Regions from separate parts of the Ovis aries genome. Here region 1 is linked to region 2. A link is a contact called in public Hi-C data. All regions are on one chromosome and are shown on one strand. Each heading gives the region's core, a stretch centred on a gene start, on an enhancer-like site or on the middle of the called end of the contact. The rest is flanking DNA. Distances are from core to core; before and after follow the strand shown.

What was found. Hi-C and Micro-C count contacts between places; a contact is called where the count stands out from the background.
Region 1: a contact with region 2 is called in a Hi-C map of muscle, with 4 times the contacts expected there. The contact joins the promoter of AIG1 here to the enhancer-like site in region 2. A contact is called at or near these places in 5 of 16 Hi-C or Micro-C datasets (hypothalamus, liver, muscle and 2 more).

What each region holds. Positions count from the first base shown.
Region 1 is chr8:67,706,627-67,709,416 of ARS-UI_Ramb_v3.0, forward strand. AIG1 (androgen induced 1) reads left to right here and starts at 1,475. Exons shown (of 5, transcript XM_060419759.1): 1 at 1,475-1,646. The coding sequence starts at 1,506.
Region 2 is chr8:67,337,534-67,340,544 of ARS-UI_Ramb_v3.0, forward strand. No RefSeq gene overlaps it. Among named protein-coding and RNA genes, the nearest start is that of TRNAF-GAA, 260 kb to the left of the region's middle. Within about 2 kb of position 1,313, at least 7 of the 54 cell types and tissues checked have an H3K27ac peak or open chromatin away from gene starts, as enhancers often do. A contact at or near this core is called in muscle, where this site is marked.

The sequences.
Region 1 (2,790 bases), core at 225-2,724, 370 kb after region 2:
ACAAATAACCCCTGAAAAGTGGCTTTCTCAACTAAATATGCAGTCATTACAGTGTATTTATAGTGATTAAAAATCTTTATTAGGGACTTACTTAGATTTTCAGTAGATCTGCTTTTTAATTTTGCAATTTTATGACCATGGAGCATTGGACACACACGTTTTAAAAAATGCACCCAACTTCTACATGAAGATAAAATCAGGCTTTGTCAGTAATTAATAGTTTTATGCTAGTAGAATCTTCTTGGAATTATCTTGATTTGGGGAACACTATAATTTCTATTAGCATAATTATAAGGCCAATTAGAAAATATATACTGGTTTTCTCTGGGTTAAGAGCTTGGGTGGAAAAATTCAGGAAAACATTCATGAGTTGCTACTTTACCTCCGGCACTCTGCTCATCCTGCTCTGACTCCACATTTTCTGACTCGGAGACTATTTGCAGAGGACACCTGTTTTAAATGTACCAACAGGAAATACCTATGTTGTCTTTTCATAATCTGATGCTGCATCTGGTTAGCTGAAATGTGACGCTGCCCACAGACTGAAGCAACTTCAGTGTGACAGCATTTACTGGAAGGCAGAGGGAATCCAGTTTATATTTATTTTCCTTCTATTAAGATCTGGCATTGTAGCATAAAAAAAAAAAGGGGGGGCAAAACCAGTTTAACTCTCAAAAGATTAGTATTAAATTACATACAGGAATTTTACATCTAGACTCAGTATAATTTGCCCTTAATGCATAGAACTGTTGTCTGACAATGCTTGCTTTATAACATTTTATTTATAAACTTTTTGTCCAGTCTGTCTTGTTATATATCGATAGGATATTTATTAATATAAACCTTCAGTGGAAAAGTGCAGGGCAGTCTGCCCGCTGGAATAGAATTAACAAGGGAATTTCATAATGATTAACGGTAGTCTAGCATTAAAATTCCAACTGGGTCCAAACGCAAGCAAGTCACAGGAGGCGGGTGGGATGCGCGGTTTACACCCCACGTGCACGCCTCCGACGGTGCCACTCGGCCAGCAAGTCCTCGAGCTGGACCGTTGGTCCACACTGGGGTCCCCTCCTTCCGAGCGGGTTTCCAGGCCCCGGTGCCCGGCCCCGCGCCCGCCCAGCCCGGGCCGCGCTCCGTCTTCGCCCGGCAGACGCCGCGGGCCGCGGTTCCCGGAGCCCCATGCGCGCTCCTCGAGCCCCGGCCGCCCTCGGAGGCCGCCCACCCGCTCCTGGGACTCCGAAGGGGTGTCCCCGGCCAGGTCTCCAGGGCTGGCGAAGGCAGCAGCAGAATGACGGAGATGACGAAAGAGCTGACGCCACGCCGCCCACCCGGCCGCCGCCGGAGCCCGCACACGCCGCCCCGCCCGGGCGGTCGCCCGCGCGCTCGCGCTCGCGCCGGTCCCGCGGGGCGCGCCCCGCCTCCTCCCGCCCCGCCCCGCCCGGGGTTCCCACGGCGCCCGCCCGCGCCCGGCGCCGTCCTCCCCGCCGCCCAGGCCTTTGGCGAACATGGCGCTTGTCCCCTGCCAGGTGCTGCGGGTGGCCATCCTGCTGTCCTACTGCTCTATCCTGTGCAACTACAAGGCCATCGAAATGCCCTCGCATCAGACCTACGGAGGGAGCTGGAAATTCCTGACGTTCATTGATCTGGTAAGGCCGCCCCCCTCCCCTCCCCCGTCCTCCCCGCACCCGGAACCCGCGTGTGTTTGTGGGTGCGTCGGCGTCTGCGCGCGTGCCGCCGGCATCTAGCCGCGTCCTCGATTCTTCCCCAGTGACTGCGTCTCAAAGGCCCCGCTGCCCCCGCAGCAGTACCTTCGGAAGCACCCAGCGTTGCCTGGTAGCTGGGGCACAAGTGCAGATGGGTCGCAGCCAGGTGGTGGGCTCTTTGGAGGGGAACACACACCTGCTTCTAAGAGGTGCCTTGGGAAGATTCTCCTCTTAGCAAATGGATCGGACGACCTTGATCAGGAGCGGCCTGGGACCCATTCGACCCCCAGGATGCTTTCCCGAGCACCCACCGTGGGATCAATTTGCAGCAGCTGGAAGACACTGGCTATCTTCGAATGACTTGAAGCTTCCTCTGAAAGGACCAGAGTCCTCCTCACAAAGAAGAGAAAGCTCCTCAGAAACAAGAGAAATCGCCTAATAAAGTTGTCTTCCTTTTATCTGGTTTTTTTGCCCCTTGTCACTAATTTACTTCCAAACTTTGTCCTCAGAAACATTAGAAGAGAAAGATTTTCCAAATGTATTCTCATCGCTGCACTTCTCCCTATCTTACCGTGTAAAAGTTCACAGTAGTTTGCATAAGCAACTCCTCTGTTGGCACAACATCATGGCCTTGGAAGTTGTAGTTTGTTCCCTTTCTTTTCGACAGCTTACAACTTCTGGCACTAAAAGGGCCAGAGAATCAGCCTGAGCATAAGACTCAATAAGGACATGGGGTGGAACCTAGGAACTTCAAGGTGATAGGTGACTAAGACGAGCTCAAACACACAGTAAAAGATGGTCAAGTACGAACAGAGAAAAGTGAGAAGTTCTAGGGACTAGAGAAAATGTAGAACCCAGTAAAACCGGTCGCCAGACCTACCACTACAGGAGGTTCCGCTGCACAAACGAGATTGTAATCTCTTATTGTTGACCCTTCATTTTGATGAAGAGAACTTGATAACTGTTTTGAGATGCTTCCAAAGGCTGAGGATCCTTCAAAGAAATGCAGTCAGCGGGAGTTTTGTGTAGAAATGCCATTTTAAATCTGTATCTTGTTAGATATGTTCTGAGAGGAATTAAAGTCATT
Region 2 (3,011 bases), core at 63-2,562:
CTGATGCAATATCTGATGGAAGTTGAGGGCTCCTGGTGAAGAGTTACTTGAGGCTCTCTTTTGTGGAGAGGGGGTGTTTCCCAGGGAAACAGTGTCACAGGCCTGAGAGGGAACTCCAAAGGTGTTTACAGTGATTGGCCAGAATTCTGCTGGTGTATTTTAATCCTGCACTGATATCAGCTTGGGCTTCCCAGATAGCTCAGCGAGTAAAGAATTCGCCTGAAAGGCAGGAGACACGGGAGACATGGGTCCAATTCCTGGGTCGGGAAGATCCCCTAGAGGAGGAAATGGCAACCCACTCCAGTATTCTTGTCTGGATAATCCCATGGACAGAGGAGCCTGGAGGGCTACAGTCCAAAGGGTTGCAAAGAGACATGACTGAGCAACTGAGCATGGTATCAGCTTGATGTTAATAAGCATGGGGGAAAGGGATAAATAGAAGAAATTTCTGTCTTATTCCTAGGGATAGGGCCAATTTAGGACATATATTTGTGTCGGCCATGGGGTTGGCACCAGGATAGGGCTGTCTGGGCAAAGCTCAATGGCAAGAGTTGTTTATACAAGATGGCCTGAGGCAGTGGGCACTGGTCTAGGGTCAAAAGCATTTGGAGACCCACAGGGGACTTCTGAGTTATCCCTTCTTCTAAGGATAACTCAGAACATCACTGTGTGCTAGCTTTCTCCTCTAAGGTGGAGATGGGTGTGGAGTTCTTAAAGAGCTAAGTGAGACCTGATATTTTCCAAAATATGGGAGGGAGCATTCATTTTCAGAAAATTCCTAGTGTTATTCATCAATTCCCCCAGGATTTGTGAAGGCCCTGCTCTGTGCCCAGTGCTGGTCACTATTGCATTGCAGGGCCCCGGGGCTCTCGAGACAGAAAGGCTCTTGCTCAGCTGTGCTGGGGAAACTGGGCCCAGCTGCTGGAGAAAGCCCCAGCTGGGGTCTGCAGGGAGCTTCAGGCCAGGAAGCTTCCTCTCGGCCTCCCCTCCAAACCCAGAGGAGCGCACTCTCTCCACCCTCCTCTGCTGCCTGCCAGAATTTCCAGATTTGTTCTGTTTTGCAGTTTGCATCAAGCCACACTCAATCCCAACTCTAGCAGAAGGCATAAATTAACATTTTATTATGTGTACTTGTTAGGGTCTCTCTTAAAGCAGACATGCAAATGTGAGGCTCCATAGTCAATGAGGGTATACCCGGATGAACTGAAAATAAACCAGGTGGCTCTGGCCAAACCCTTGGAAAGCAGGACCTCGCTGAGCTATCCTGGGACAAATACTCACCTCAGTTCCCGCCCCCGGTTGTTTACCCTGGCCCCCGGCCATTTCCTGCTCTGTTTGGCACCCCAGCCCTCCCTGTCCAGCTGCCATAGGCTCCTATGACTCCTGGTCGACTTTCATTTACAAGGAACCAATTTCACAAGCAGCTGTAGGTGAGCCTTTTACGGGCCTCTGGTGAGTGAGTGGGAGGCCTGGGGGCCTTCTCCATCAAGCAGCTGGACAAATACATCTGCCTTGGCCTTCCACGGGGACCGGGCTATTTTGAGGCTCCCTCTGATTGGCTCTTGCTGTTACTGTGCCTTTAATTCCAGCTTATAGCTCTTAAAACCTTATATAACAGGAACCTCAAGTTGGATGGAGTTTGATTGGATTTGGCTTGGCTCAAGTGGAGGAATTAGTAAAACCAAAAGTGAGAACCACTTGATATGCCACTTAGAGCTCTGCCAGGTGAAAATATTAATTGTTCTAAAGTGTTTCTTAGAATGCTGCTTTGGTCATATATTTTTGTGTATGGATTGGGGAAAGTCAAACAGGGGAAAGAGGGAAAGAAACTTTTCCCTACTGCTGTTTTAATTTTCCAGGATCTCTTTTGTATCCCTTTTATTTTGTGTTATTATAAATAACTGCCTTCATATAAGCACGTGTGGGACAACCCCACCCAAACAATTAAACAATCAGAGAAGGCAATAAAAGAAAGGAAGATGACAGAACCTTCCAGAGTCCATCCTGGGGCATCTGATTAGAACCAAAATCTTGGGTCTAACCTTGTAGGTGGAAGAGCTTGATTCCAGTGGCCTTGTGTCAGCCTATGTGTGCCCAGTGAGCATTCACAGGGTAGAATATTTGAGCCTCTTTACCTTACAGGCTGGGCTTTGCAGGTGGCTCAGTGGTAAACAATCCACTTGCCAATGCAGGAGACACAGGAGATGTGGGTTCGATCCCTGGGTGGGGAAGAGCCTCTGGCGCAGGAAATGGCAACCTGCTCCAGTATCTTGCCTGGAAGATTCCATGGACAGAGGAGCCTGGTGGGCTACAGTCCATGGGGTTGCAAAGCGTAGAGCACAGCTGAGCACACACACACACCTTACAGATACACAGGAAGTCACCTTTCAGAGGGCCCTGTATAATGAGTTTGTCTAGGGATGCCTCCTGGGTCCTGGCTCCAGCCACCCAACTGCTTCCAGGCGAAGGCTGCCTGACCACCGCCCCACCCACCCCTGTGGTTCTTATGAAGCTTCCACGTGGATTTCGAGCACTCATGGATGCTCTGGTAGCAATGGTTGCAGCTCTGAGGGACCCGACTCCCCTGCCACACTGCTGCCTTGATTTTATTTTTCTTTCCCCGCAGATGCTTCTCTAGTTCCCTCCTCCCTCCTCCCACCTCTATTCCAGCTTTTCCGCTTCTCAGCTCTTCTTAGCATCTCATTTCACCTTTCTACTCGGCAGAGAGCTGTGTGGGGTTCTTACCTTCCCCCAGTGGCATTTAAAGTGTTTCTTGGTGCAAAACATCCTATTCATTGCCATAGAAACAGGAAGCTCAGTGTGGAAGGAAAGGGGGGGAGAAAAAAAGAAGTCTGGGAGTCTGAAGCTTTGCAATTCTGTTATTTTGCCCAAATCCATAAATGGCAACACACTGGGAGATAAGTAAAATCCTGCTCCTGCCTGGATCTCCAGGAGGAAGGGCCACCCTTTCCAAGGGCACAGGTTTTATACCCTGGTTTAAACCAGGAGAC